Regions from separate parts of the Pan troglodytes genome. Here region 1 is linked to region 2. A link is a contact called in public HiChIP or PLAC-seq data. All regions are on one chromosome and are shown on one strand. The core of a region is the stretch at or near the end of the contact, and the rest is flanking DNA. Distances in the headings are between cores, read along the strand shown.

Region 1 (7,107 bases), core at 3,695-6,194, 720 kb before region 2:
CCCCCACACTTGGTATAAAGCGCAAGGCTCCTGTGGGTCCTAGGACTCAGTGCTGCTAATCAGATGTTCTTAATTAGAATCTGATTTTGTGTAATTTTCAGTAAGAATTTTAGACATTTCAGTTTATCTTCTAGACTCAGTTTTTCTCTCAGTTAACATTTTAGCTTTGAATCTGCTTTTGTGAGTTTTGTTAGGGGAAGCTTGCTGAACCGTAAGGGCTGTAGTGAGCATACAGCAATGCCTCTTCCATGCGTGCTGAGCTGCAGTGAGGGGACGGACAAGAGCCAAGGTGTGACAAGGTGATGTCGCTAGTGTCAGGGAACACTCATGCCAGTGAGGATCTTCCCACTCTCTGATGAAAACTAACAGGCTCCCCTCTCTCTCGCTGTGCCTGTTGTGACAACCATGACAGCTGGAGATGGAGGACGAGGACACCATCGACGTGTTCCAGCAGCAGACGGGAGGTGTGCCGGAGAGCAGCCTGGCAGGGCACAGTTTCTAGAGGGCCCGTCCCCAGCCCGGGCCGTCCATCCTTGCATTGCTGTTGAATGGTGAGCACGTGACCATGCCGACCACAAAGGCGTCTGCGGAAACTCGAGGACATTCACCACGATGATTTTCCTCTCTTTGATGTACTTCAAGTGCAACTCAAAACTATATCTGCAGGGATGAATCTGTAACTTAAATTGGGCCAATCAGAATTGTTATCTTTGTTCAGGTAAAATGAGTTGCAAGATATTTTGGGTACTTTTGTGTGCTCATTTGTGTTTTTCCCCCCCTCCTACAACATTTTTTTAACCCCAAAATTATAGCCTGAATGTTCGCTTTTAGTCTGGCCAGGGATCTGACTCCTGAGTTGGTTGCCTCTCCCCTGCTCACTCCAGTCACATAGAGAATTGGTGTTTCCCGCAGTGGGGATGTAGCTGTTGGACAGGTATTGGGGGCAAGGTTGGTAGGGAGGACAGAGTCACTTGCTGTTACAGGCACAGATGATTAAAATGCTAAATATTGCAAATTTAAGCTTTGTCAGTATATGGAAAAGTTGAAGGGAAAATACTGGAATGCTTCTTCAGAGGTTAAAAAATAACCGAGTCTTTTGGTAATTTGACCCCACATGCTCTCTGGCCCTCAAGCATGTAACCTCGGGGTCTGAGGCCCAGGACCCACCCCCCTGCCACCCCTCCCACCCCACTCCCTGCTCAGTACCTGGCATTGGTACACAGGCAAGGATTGGCACAACCAAAATTGGCCTTTTTCTCCCTCTTAATATTGAAGAAATTCCCACATTTCTCATTTGGTAATGGTGTTGTGGCCTCAGATTTCTTCTAGTATTTGCTTCTGGTGAATGATTATGGTCTATACATAAAAAAGTAAGACTAAGTATTGCTGAATTTGCAGTTACGTTGTCGTGTATAAGAGCTACTTCCAAGTGTGGTTACAAATGAACCCATGGAATGATGACTTCATGTTCTTCTCGTGGGTTTGTGCCGTGCTGCTTTCCAAATAGGTATTGAATTTATGCATTAGTCTGGTGATTTCAGTTCTGTGAAATATTTTGGGATCTATACCAATTAAACATTTTCATAGTTCTGCCTATTGTCCTTCCCTGAGGCTCCATTGCTGCTTGGTGGCCATTCTCCGCCTTTTTATAGTCACCTGAACGATGACCCATCGTCTCTTGCTTGCTTGAAATCTTGCTGAAATGTTCTCATTTCCTGTTTGCTGTATGGGCTCGGGTGGGATGTTTGTTGGCTCTGTTGTGTTTATTCACCAATTTGTACATTATTTGTTGTCCTTTACTACTGTAAACAGTAAATATAGTTTGGTATTCTGTCTCTTGGCTTCTACTAAACACTGCGTTTGAAGGTTGGGGCATACTGGTACAATTCAGTGTTTGAATTGACCATTCCAGGCGGCCACTGCACTGAGAAACTTTGATTGAAAAGCTAGCCGCTGGAAGGTTAGTATTCGCCTGGCAGCTCATTTCCCCTCCCCTGGCACATCACCAATGCTAGTCCAGCCTTCTTCCTGCTGAGGGATGCATCCTCTCCTCAGAGACCCCCTGGCTGACAGCTGTCTGAGCTGGCATCACTGTGACATGTTACCCTCCCTCTCCTGGGTTTCGTATGTAAAGAAAGGGTGGATTTTAGAGGCAGGTGAGCTTGGGTGTTAGTCTAGGACATCTCTCGTTTTCTGGTGTTTGAATGTAAGTCGGCTTTCCTTCTGCCATGGACAACTTACCTATCTGCTTTGAAACTGAACTGACGTTGATTTGGCTTTAAGAATTTCCCAGTATGCAATGGTGTAACAAAACCCAGGTTGAAAATGAGCTGTTTTAGCCCATCAGTTGAATGAACCCAAGGTGAAGAAAGATGGGCAGCTGTGGAGATGGAACACGTGATTCACTTGCACCAGGAAGAGTGCACGGATTAAGGCACAATACAGGATGGGGACATCTGCCAGATTCCCTAGGCAGCCTGGGGCGAAGCGGCTGCCAAAATCAATGAGGAAAGGGATGTGTCCCAGGCACCGTAGGTTAGATAAGAATAATGGCCAGGAGCATATGTGGATGTATTAGGGCAGCGCTGCTTGAACTTCCACCCACAACACCTCACAGCAGAACCAGCAGGATGTCCTGTCTTTCTAAAAAAGATTTGTAGAGATGGAGGTCTCACTATATTGCTGTATTAGTGCATCCTCACATTACTATAAAGAACTACCTGAGACTGGGTAATTTATAAAGAAAAGAGGTTTAATTGACTCATAGTTCTGTAGGCTGTACAGGAAGCACGGCTAGGGAGGCCTCAGGAAACTTATAATCATGGCAGAAGAGGAAGGGCATGGACACAAATCCAAACCATAAATCAGTTGCCCAAGCTGATCTCAGACTCCTGGCCTCAAGTGATCCTCGTGCCTCAGCCTCCCAAGTAGTTGGGATTACAGGCATGAGCCACGGTGCCCAGCAAAGGTATGTTCTTGAAGTTGTCTTTTTTCTGAGATTTATGCAAATGGTGCATTTGGAAAAATAGATCTGTTGGGATTACTATTTTCAACAAGATTACTTATGTGAAACTGACTCCAAGAATCTTTGGGTTAAATTGATGCTCCTGGAGGAGAGAGGCCCTATTTATCCTAGTATCTATGCCTGGGGTCCCAACTGGAACTTCTCCAGTTTTTGCACCGAAAGGTTCACATCCCAGGAACCCCCACTCCCAGGAAACTTGAGTTGTCATCTTAGCCATGCTGCAGGAGTGCCCAGCTGGAAACGCGTGATGTTCATGGGAAAACCCCACCGTATAACATGGGTTAAGCTGTGAGGTCCTTTTTATATTTCAGAACTTTAGTTGCTAAAGATAGAAAGCATTAATTTTATTCTGTACAGTTGGCCTCCCCAGGGTGTGCTGCCATGCAGTATTACACACTGGCTGCTCAGAATCCCTGGGACTCCACTGCCACTTGATCCAAGTTGAGAGTTCCACGAGTTAGCCAATTAAAATATAGGATGCCCAGCTAAACTGGAATTTCACATAAGGTACTGAACGATGTCCCTGAAATGTTGCAGAGAGCCTGGTTCTCTGAAGATAAGGTGTTGTAACAGTCCTGTTGAGGGGAGAGACTGCCATCTTGTTTCAGCAACTCATATTTCAAGTGACTTTTGTCACTTGAAGCTGAAGCTAATCCTGATAGAAGCTGTAAACCACATTTCTGAAAAATAATAATTGGAAAACATACAGTGTTCTGCAGTAAGATGTCTGAAAAAGATTGATAAAATTATGAAAACATCAAGCATATGTTACAGTGAACATCACAGCATTGACAGTAATGCTTTATTGCCCACATCTCCCATAACTGGAAAAGGGGAGCTGCTCTCCTTTAGGAGCACTGGACAGACTGCCTTGGGGTGTGGGGTGCTGTCTGATTAGAGAGAGAGCAGCTCTTGAATGGGGGAGGAAGCACCTCCACTGTGACTTTTTGCACATTGCATTTGCACAAATTACTCTCTGAAACAGTCTCAAAGGACCATGTCATTTTTATAAAGCACTGTGGTCATTTGAAAAGATGGAGGTAGACTGAAATTTTGAATTTTGGGGAATTTTCCTACACTATGCATACTTGTGAAGTTTGTATTGTTAAATTTCATTTGATTTGACAAATCCGTGTTAAGAGTATACGGTGTCCAGGTACAGAGGCTGCCCCAGAAACAAGACAGAAGTAGGCAGGGACCCATGGCTCTCATGGAACACGCTTTTGGTTAGAGGCAACAGATAAGGGTAATACATTTATAGCATGCTAGTAAGTTCTATAGTACGGTGTGTTGAGTAGGTGTTGCAGAGAAAAAGGTATGCGGTGAAGGCCGGGTGGTGATGGCCTAGGCCACACTGAAGAGGCAACATTTGAGCAAAGACTGAAAGAGGGTGGGAAGAGTCGGGGACAAGAGCCGCCAGAAAGTGTTTCCGGGGAGGGAAGAGTCAGGGACTCTGAACCAGGCCAGGGCAGCTGGAGTGGAGTGAGAGGGAGGGAGGGTCAGGGAGTATGGCGGGGTGACCGGAGGCAGAGCAAAGCACTGCAGGACTTCAGCTTTACTGAGTGAAATGGGCGGAGCAGCGTGTGAATGTGATCAGACTTCTTTTAAAGGGATCATCTGCAATGCTGGGAAGGAAAAGACAAATGATAGATTATTGCAACAAACAGCCAGGCAAGAGATGCAAACTTTTTTTTGCAAAGGTGTGTGTGTATATACATCCTTGCACCGGACAGCCACGAAGCACTTACTGTGCTGTGAAGTCAGTAAGCATGTGGGTTAAAATCGCTCACCTCACAGCGGGTCAATCGGGAAAGCACACCCACTCACTACAGCCATTATGGGAAAAAGGGCTCGCTCCTTACAGGATCCTCAACTGTGGAGAGGCCGGGAGCCCACGCGGGGCGCTGGGGAGTCTCTCAGCACCCCAGGGGTTCGGGCAGGGACCTGAGCCGCGCCCTCCCTCCCGGGGGTGCCCTGGGGTCGAGGCTGCTCGGCAGAGCCGGCGGTCAGTTCGAGCCGCGGGCCCGAACAGGGCTCTCCCCGCGGCTCTCTCCCTCGGAGTAGAAGGTGCTGGACCCGAACTCCAGCGGAGCCGCACAACACGTGGAGGAAAAGCGCCAGGACAGCTAACCTTCCCACCTTTTCAAACCTGAAACCCGGCCGGCTGGGGACGGTTGGAATGTTCAGTGCGTACCCGCACCTCAGGCCCCTTGTCTCCAGCCCCAGACCGCCCCGCGACCATCCTCCCCACCCCCCGACCTCTTATCTCGTCCCCGCCCTGTCTCCCCAACCTCCATCCTCCCCTCCACAACCCCCGTCCTCCCGCCCTTCGGCCACGCGCGGCTGGCACAGAACAGGCAGTTAGCGCACACACACTAGAACAGGCGCCACCGTTCAGGAAGTCTCTACAAGACCAGGACCCTGAGGCCTCTGGAAGTGCCGGGACCGAACCAACCCCGCAGAGCGACTAAGGCGAGGGCAGGAGCCAAGAGAACCGTAGCCGCGGTCGCGGGTTGAGCTCCCACCACCCGGACAGCGCGCCTCGGCGATCGCGCACGCGCCACGCCCCGGAAGAGTTCCTGGGCCCGCGACGGTGGCCCGGAAGCAGTCCCCGGTGTCGGGGCAGGAGGAACGCGCGCGGCTGAGGCGAGGTCGCTCGGCGCAGCTGTTGCGGGGCCATGGCGGGGACGGCGCTCAAGAGGCTGATGGCCGAGTACAAACGTGAGTCTGGGGACCCGGGCCGTCAGCAGCGTCCCGCGTTCCTGCTCCCGGGCCCGCGTCGTCCGGCGGGGCTGGGGCAGGGAGCCTGGCGGGGGAGCCGGGCCCGGGGCCTCCACCGCGAGCCCCGCTGTGGGTCCCGCGGAGTGCCGCGCTCTGCGCCCGCTGCCCACTCTCACGCGTGAAGTCGTGAAGAGAAGCCTTCCCAGCATCGGTAAAGGCAGCGCCGGCGCCGTGTTAGTTGAGAGCACACACAGTTGAGTCTTTGCGGGCTTGTTTTTTTCTCTTCTATTTTTTCTTTTCTTGGCAGCCTTGAGAACGTGCAGTGAGAGCTTGAGGAAGAAGGCCTGACTTGCTGCTGCGGAATTAGGAGGGAAAAGTGTATGCGTTAAAAGGGGAAAGGCTCGTTGGTGGAGCTTTGAAAGGTCAGATTTTGGCTTTCCCTCTAATGAAGGAAAAGGGTTTTTGAACAGTGCCACCTGTCACTCCTCCTGGGTAGTGTTGAGAAAACCTCTTGAGTGCTTTCCTACCCGGTAAATTAGATATTTCTAATGTCTGAGGAGAGCGAAGGGAGGAATGAGAACCTAGGAACACTCGGCATTCCATCGTTTTACACCGAATGCCCGCTTGGAAGAACTGCTGCGAGAAGTCTTGGAATGCCATTGTGTTGAAAGCGCCAGGAACCTGAGTCGCCGATGGAGACAAGATAGTAGCCGGCTAAGAGCAGGGCCTGAGTTCAGACCCGGCCTCTCTGCTTGTTAGCTCCTTGACCTTGTTCCTCTCTCTGTCTCTGCAGTTTCCTTGTCTTAAAAGGTTAAACTTGATACTGCAGGTGAAGTGCTTAGCAAAATACCTGATGTGTAACTCTTAATAAAGTTAGCCGCTGCTTTTGTAATTAGATTGAGGATAATTTTGGAAGAAAGTTAAGCTAAAAGAATGAATGTGAGAAAAAAATAAGTGGTGAATATACATGTAGCTTGATTTCGTAAAACTATTGGTGACACCGCCCAGTGAGAGTTGATATTTGGCTTAAGCAGACCAAAACGTTGCAAATACAGGCTCACTCACGTATGGTCATTCTTCCCTTGGTATCTGGAGGGGATTGGTTCCAGGCCCCGCTGCAGATACCAGAATCCTCGGATGCTCAAGTCCCTACTATAAGGTGGCGTGGTATTTGCATTTAATGTATGCATAGCCTCTCATAACTTTTAAATCATCTCAAGGTTACTTATAGTACCTAATGCAATGTAAATGCTGCGCAAATAGTTACACTGATTTTTTTTTACTTGTATTTTTAAATCGTCATTTTTTATTGTTATTTTTTTCAAATATTTTGTATTCCTGGTTGGTCGAATCCATGGATA
Region 2 (7,545 bases), core at 1,689-4,188:
CACAGGCCAGAACCACACACACCGCAGTAACAGACATGCTGCTGGGAACCAGCAAAACAGATCTGGACCCCAGACAGGGGAAGAAGGTGGGCGACCAAACTGAGAACCACCACCTTTGCTTAAGACCAAGGTATGAGCAGCCTGACTCAGTGGGAAGCCATCCGGTCGCCATTTTCAGTCCTTCTGTGAGTACTGGAAGGAAGGCACTCCTGAGCCTTGGCAGCATTACTTCCAGAACAGCCCGAGCACAGCTGCTCAGAAGGATGTTCATTTGCACACAAGACTTGGTTTAAGCTAAGCCAGCAAAAAAAGGCTGCACCGTGGGAGGTGGACAAGAAGCAAGTTCCAATCCCACCCCCACACCTGCTCTCGCCTTCGGACGGCTGCCCCTTGGTGTGGTCAATCACGTGCATCTGAGGGACGTCAGGAGCAAAGATCTGGACTTCAGCCCCTCCACGGCTCAGGTGCACCAGGATCCTGCACGGGGGAAAACCAGAGACAACTCTTCAAAACGTGCCCCACTCAGATTTGTGTTAACACATTTTTAAAAACAGGATTTTAGGTAAGTACCAGGAGCAAATTCCTAATGTATATTAATATCTTACTTGCTGTGCAAAAAGTTACGGTTGGTTCCATCCAAGCCAAATGTCCCCCACACCCCCATTCTAATTCACTGTCGGTTGGTGGGTTACGACTATGACAAACCCTCAGAAGTGGGCTATGGAGATCAGCTGGTCCCAACAGCTCCCTTTGCAAACTGGGGTATGGGGGCTGGGTGACTCCACTGAGGGCACAGCCTGGAGGCGTGCGGGTCCCCGGCTGCTGAGTGCTCTGCCTACACCCAGGGCCTGGCTGCCCTCCTCCAGTTGCTTGCTGCAAGCACCAAGAGTGAGAAGCAGCAGTGTGCTCAGAGTGCCACGTGCACAGACGGTGTGACGGGGCTTTCGGTCACTACTTAGTTCAATTTCTAGTCTCCCTCAACTTTCCCATCACAGATGGTGGGAGAGACACAAGAGACCCCAGGACAACACCACAGGCCAGGCAGCTCCATCTCCCCAAGGGCAAGGGCAACAGAAGCTCCTCCTGGGGACAACAGCTGACATTATGAGGGGTCACGCTGGCATCCGCAACTCCCAGTGCCAACAGGAAATAGGTGGCTAAGCCCACCCACACACTAAGCCCTCACTGCCCCTTACGTGGAGGAGGAAACCGAGGCATGAAGTGCAGTGACTTGCCAGAGGGAGAGGTCAGCACCTGGCCCTGGCACTTGGGTTCCGCTACCCATAAGAAATCCACCCAGACACCCCAGACACAAGACCCTGCCGTTCTGCCTGGGAGGGCTCAAGCTATTCTGGGGCTATTTTCTATCCCACCAAGGCCAAATCATGAAACACATCCTGGCCCTTTCCCCCAGCTCACTCTGTCTAGTGCCAATTCCAACCGGCCAAGGTGGGCCACCCACAAAGCCACCAGCCTCAGGCCACTCTCCATGGCCTGACACCCCTTTCGCCACCACCTAGCTCTCCCCTCTCCAGTTCACCCTGAACCACATGGGAACTACAGGTACCTGGCACGCGTGGTGGCCTCCTGCCCTACTGGTTCGGCCTGCAGTCATTTCCAGTAACACAGGAAATCAGGCCACCAAGCACTCAGCAACAGCTGACCAGTTACATAAACAGTAACCTGTCTAGGACCCAGAAATACCACGCAACTGTTAAAATGATGTTGAGAACTGAATGAATGGGAATTACTTCCCATGCGTCAGAAACATTTGCAAAACACGGGTGAGTGTGATCTCAGTGTTTTCAAAATGTGTGTGTCCTGAAAAACACTCAAATGAAATGCTAAGTCATTTCTAGGCTCTAGATGACAGTATAAGCGACACTTAAAAACTGTTCTTCCTTAGCGTCTCCCTGGGTTTTGCGAGTCGTTTTTGCTTTTTTTTAGCCAAGGATAGGGTATTTAAAATACAAGCTCTCTCGGCCGGGTGCAGTGGCTCATGCCTGTAATCCCAGCACTTTGGGAGGCCAAAGCGGGAGGATCACTTGAGGTCAGGAGTTTGAGACCAGCCTGGCCAACATGGTGAAACTCCGTATCTACTAAAAATACACAAATTAGTTGGGTGTGGTGGTGCATGCTTGCAGTCCCAGCTACTCGGAAGGCTGAGGCAGGAGAATCGCTTGAACCCAGGAGGCGGAGGCCGCAGTGAGCCAAGGTCGCGCCATTGCACTCCAGACTGGGCGCTGTCTCAAAAGACAAAAAGTAAAAATAAAATAAAATACATGCTTTCTCTAAGCTGTTCAAAAAAGAGTAAACTTCACTGGTGGAGAGGCCTTCTCGAGGCCCCCGGGGTGGAGGACCAGCTGCCCCTGAGGACTTACGCCGAGGCCTCGTGGATCTCGGTCCCATCGTAGACTCCGCATCCAGACAGCACCTGCGAGAGGAGCGGGAGCTGACCCGGGGGAAAGGGGCCGACCTGGGCGGCGGGAGTTGACTGGGGGGAAAGGGGCCGACCTGGGCCGCGGGAGCTGACCCGGGAAAATGGGGCCGACCTGGGCCGCAGGAGGTGACTCGGGGTGAAGGAGCCGACGTGGGGCGGCGGGAGCGGACCTAGGAAGAGGGGCCGACCTTGGGCAGAGAACAGCGAAGGCTGATCTCTGGAGGCGGGAGCTGACCTCACCCCCTCCGTCCACTCACCAGCGCGACCCTGGCCGCGGGGCGCGGCACGGAGAGGTGAAGGGCTGCGCGCTGGGAAGGCGTCCGACCGCCGGGGGACAGGGACGTGAATGCAGATGCCGCAGCGAGCCTCGAGGCCACCAGGGCCCTCACAGCCGCCATTGCGGTGAGGACAGCGGGGTCGGAAGGTCACGCAGGCACAGAGCGTGCGCACCCACCCGTCTACAAACGCGTTGCTCGTCGGGACCGCGCCTGCGCAGCCTTCGGGGCGGAGCCAAGACCCGCCCCCGTCTCAGCCCTATCCAGTGAGTGCGCCGGTGGGCGGGCCCGCGCCTGCGCAGAGCCTCCGAATAGAGTTCCGGGAACCCTGTCTTCCTTCCGGTGGTGGCTGAGGGCTCGTGCTCGAGGCTGAGGGATGCTGGTGACTCCCGGGGCCCCCAGCCCCGCCCCCATCGGACGCCTCCACAGGCGGCGCACCCTTTCCGCCATCCGCAGAGCAGTCTTGCCTCGGGGCGGCTCAGTCCGGCGCTTCTTACCTTACCTCCGTCTCATCCTTAACTCACCACGAGCATCCAGGGTCCACATCCTCCTAAATGGCCACTCGTCTTAATCTCGGCGTCAGGACCCACGCGGGGTCAGGACTACCCCTCCGCTTCCATGACTGTCTCCTCGCGGCTCCGGCTCCCACGGAGCGACCCCTCCGGGTTTTACTGACCCCGGGATGTTCTATCCTGGAAACTGCAGTTCCACCCAGGGGCTTGATCTGGGTTAGTCTGGGGGCAAGTGAGCCGCCGATTCTGTTTGGGTTTTTTTTTTTTTTGAGGCGGAGTTTCCCTCTTGTTGCCCGGGCTGGAGTGCAATGGCGCGAAGTCGGCTCAACGCAACCTCCGCCTCCCAGGTTCAAGCGACTCTCCTGCCTCAGCCTCCCGAGTAGCTGGGACTACAGGCATGCGCCACCACGCCAGGATAATTTTGTATTTTTAGTAGAGACGGGGTTTCTCCATGTTGGTCTGGCTGGTCTTGAACTCCCGAGCTCAGGTGATCTGCCCGCCTCGGACTCCCAAAGTGCTGGGATTACAGGCGTGAGCCACCATTCCCGGGCGCTGTTTGGGTTTGTTTTTTTGTTTTTGTTTTTTACGTTCACAGCATGGACGGTCAGTGTGAAGATCCCAGCTGCTCGGGTCCTAGCTGGAATTCTTCCATTAAAAAAATCTATTTGTTATGCATGGGTTAGTTCACAGAGGAATAGCTGGATAAGTGCTGGCTTTTTCCCCGATTTACCCATTTTCAACCTAATAATTCAGGTTTTTGAAATAATGTGAATGGTTACTGCTGGCGGATGTTCACAGGGACACACTGGATTCTACAGACACATCTGATGATCTAGCCACGGCTGTCACTTTCCCCACTGCCGCGTTGTCCATCACTAGGACTTTACTGCCAATCCTCGCAAGATAGTGGGGAACTAGAATAACAGACATGGGACATTACCAGTTACAACCAAAGACAAGCTTGGCACATTTGACTGTCCTCGTTCCTGCTCCTCCGTGCCTGGCCCTCTTCAGGCTTCTCAGCTCCTGGGGAGCGGCCAGCCAGGGAGCATCAGCTGGTGGGAGCGATGGGGTTGTGGGATGGCACAAAAAAACACCAAGCGCCACTCAGAAAGGAAATGCCGAATGCAGACTCTCACTCAGTCGGTGTGGGGGCCAGGACCCTGTCTCTACCAAGTGTGCGGGAGCTGCCCCTGGCCAGGAGCTCCCAGACCCCACTGCAGAGCTGCAGCTCCAGTTGTCCCAGGGGCGACTACTCAGGTGTCCATCGCCATGCACATGTGACAAAGAAAAGGGTGAGGCGAGGAGGGGGAACGCTGGAAATTGTTTCACGGAAAAGGGCGAGGCAAGGGAGGGGAACACTGGAACTTGTGCTTTGGGTAGGCGATAGCTAAGGATTCTCTCTAGTCTGGGTCATGGAGATTGTGCAGCCACAGAACACCTGGTGGCATCAGGGCCTGAGCTCCTCCCTTCTACAAAGACCTCTGGTCTGCAGGCCTCCAGGTACAGTGCTGTGGGCCACAAGGCACTGCCTGTCGTATTCATCTCCACTCTCTAGTACATTTGGCCTCACACCACCCCTGGGAGGCCGGCAGGCAGATATCAGCTCCACTTCCCAGATAAGCAAGGGAGCCAGGTACTACCCAGGGTCTTGTGGGCCACACCGCTGGCGAGGGACAGGCTGGGCCTGGCAGACAGCACTGGCAGTCGGTGAAGTGCCCACCTCAGTGTCAGCCTCAGGTCCTGACCCTGGAGGCTGCTGTTACTGAGCTGTGGGGACCAGGATGCCCTACCATGTTGGAGACCCAAGCCTCTCTCATGATGACTATTCCCAAGGGCACTGCAGAGGGGAGGAGCTGTCTCCTCCTCCGTGTGGCCCACACAGAGCTGGTGCAGGTCTGAGTGAGCTCACCAAGACAGGCCAATCCCAGCCCCAGACTCCAAAGCGTCCCCAAGAGGTCAGGGAGAGGCTCTGTGCCCCTGACCCCAAGGATATGCACAGGTCACAGGGCAGAGCCCCCGCTAGACAGCAGGAGCACCCCGCTCTGTCAGCCTGCTTCCCCAGGACGGAGGCCCTGGTGGGCAGGCAGGCAGGTCTTGAGCCCCCACAAGACACCAGGATACAACATAACCCTTTTTAATCTGAAGTGTAGACTTCATCCTCACGTTAGAAAACTCCATCTTTTTTTATCCCTAAGTTCTTTATCAAACCTTTATGTTAAAGATATAAATAAGTCTCATACAAAGTTCATGTGAATACCTCTGAGACGCATTTTCAACATTCATCACCGTTCACACGGCCCCGCTCCTGGGGCCAGGTGCCAGTGCGTGCCGGCCCCTGGCGTGACCCGTCGGCTTGCTGTCCTGATGGGCTACATGTGTGCACAGGAAAAGCAAGTCACTACCACTAGTGACAGTATTTCAGCTGTTCTCTGGACCCCTCCTCTTTGCTGGCCCATGTGGCACAAGGGTCCCATCTCCCTGGCAGGTCTTAGCCGGCACAATCCAACGCTGCAACCGGCTGGCTCTAGGCCAGCATCTCTTCTTCTGAGTCTCTGCCTCCTCCTCCAAGCAGATGCAGGCTGTCATCTTCAGATGCTTCTGCCTCCTCCTCACTTCCCAGCGGGTCTAGGGAGCGTTTTGTGCCCCGCTGCTTGGAAACTGCTAGTGCGTACTGCATGTTATAGTGGTTCCAGCTACAGCTGTCAATCACACAGGGATGGTCAATGCCAGCAACGCCCAGGCCCTGGCCTGTCCTGCACCCAACCACCTCCTCTGTGACCCCTGAGAAAAGCAGCAGGTGCTGGACATGCCGGTTCCTCCACCCCAGCAGCCATTTTTTTCCTCTTTTCCCTGCCCCAACAATCTGGTTCTGCCCCATCCAGCCCTGGGGCAGCAAAGGCCTTCAAGGACCCAAGGACCCAACTGTAACATCCCATCCCTTTGGGGTCATCCTGGCAGCTCAGCCCTTCCGCTGGGCCCAATCTAGATGGCTTCACCAGCAAGTTCCACCAAACACTTAGGAAGAGACCGCTGCAGAGCTATGTGGTGTTGTGGAGCGAGAGGGGAGGAAGGCACGCTCTGAATCAGTTAATTTTCTGAGTTAATGGAATAAAGCAGAAAAGTGATGCCACCATCACTTTACATAGGAAAGGAGAACTGAAAGATAAATGGATGAGAAAGGAAGGAAGCGCCCCATCGCATCTGCAGGTCACAGGACCCTCTATGCAGGACTCTTCCTGACAGCCAATGGCAACCCTACAGATTGGCAGTGAACGCCTAGACAGGAGGTCCAAGGAACAATGCGCTTACATGAACTCTAAAAACATCCCATAAGAGGGAATAAATCTAAAGGAGCTCAGCCGGGTATGGTGGCTCATACCTATAATCCCAGCACTTTGTTTGAGAGGCAGAGGCAGGCAGATCACCTGAGGTCAGGAGTTTAAGACCAGCCTGGCCAACAAGGTGAAACCCTGTCTCTACTAAAAATACAAAAATTAGCTGGGGGTGGTGGCGTGTGCCTGTAACCACAGCTACTTGGGAGGCTGAGGCAGGAGAATTGCTTGAACCTGGGAGGCAGAGGTTGCAATGTGCTGAGATCACGCCACTGCACTCCAGCCTAAGCAACAGAGCGAGACTTCATCTCAAAAAAAAAAAAAAAAAAAGAATTAAAAAATAAATAAATACATAAATAAGGGAGCTAGACAACCCTCCTCCCCTACAGAGCTCTGTGAAAAGTCCAGGACATCTCAGCCGAGGGAAGGCCTGGCACCAAAACTGTGGATCAGGGCACATCCCAGCCTTCTGTAGGGCACCCAGAACACAAGGGGAGGACAGGCTTGACCTGGACTCCAGGACTCTTTCCAAAGACTGAGTGACACTTCAAGGACAGACAGGAGGACCACATGAACCCACAAGGCCCAAACTCAGGCTCTGCCCCTGAACCCTGGACAGAGCAACTCGCAAACAGGGCAGAGAACAGACCTTTCAGAAACGCAGCTGGGAAACCCGGCAACTGATTGGCAACAGAGGGTGATATCCCTCACATGGCTACTCTGAGGGCTGCCTAGTCCCGGCTCTGCAGGACCTTTAGGGAAGGTGAATTGGTAGGGACAAAAAAGGCACAAACCACAAAGAAATGACAGAAGAGGCGGGCACCCCCGCAGAGTGAGCACTGCGGAGGGCCGGGCCCTGTCCTAGGCCCGCGGATGAATCCTCGCAGCAGCAGCAACAGCACCCTTTTCTAGGGGAGCCACAGCTCAGGGCAGCCACACCTCCAGGACTCCAGGCTGCCTGGCCTCACAGTCCTGTGACCACC

Evidence for each region. HiChIP or PLAC-seq counts read pairs in DNA pulled down with a chosen protein or histone mark.
Region 1: a contact with region 2 is called in an H3K4me3 HiChIP or PLAC-seq map of stem cell-derived excitatory neurons, with 3 times the contacts expected there. The contact joins the promoter of UBE2G2 here to the promoter of GATD3 in region 2. A contact is called at or near these places in 1 of 7 Hi-C or Micro-C datasets (stem cell-derived neural progenitor cells) and 1 of 1 datasets of contacts at active chromatin or transcription factors (stem cell-derived excitatory neurons).

The regions. Positions count from the first base shown.
Region 1 is chr22:45,444,730-45,451,836 of NHGRI_mPanTro3-v2.0_pri, reverse strand. UBE2G2 (ubiquitin conjugating enzyme E2 G2) reads left to right here and starts at 4,944. Exons shown (of 6, transcript XM_531493.8): 1 at 4,944-5,746. The coding sequence starts at 5,704. SUMO3 (small ubiquitin like modifier 3) reads left to right here. Exons shown (of 4, transcript XM_024352427.3): 4 at 413-1,828. The coding sequence ends at 502.
Region 2 is chr22:44,725,945-44,733,489 of NHGRI_mPanTro3-v2.0_pri, reverse strand. It overlaps GATD3 (glutamine amidotransferase class 1 domain containing 3), which reads right to left and starts at 2,938. Exons shown (of 6, transcript XM_054675320.2): 1 at 2,698-2,938; 2 at 2,382-2,434; 3 at 364-477. The coding sequence starts at 2,838. PWP2 (PWP2 small subunit processome component) reads right to left here. Exons shown (of 21, transcript XM_531577.8): 21 at 5,349-5,929. The coding sequence ends at 5,755.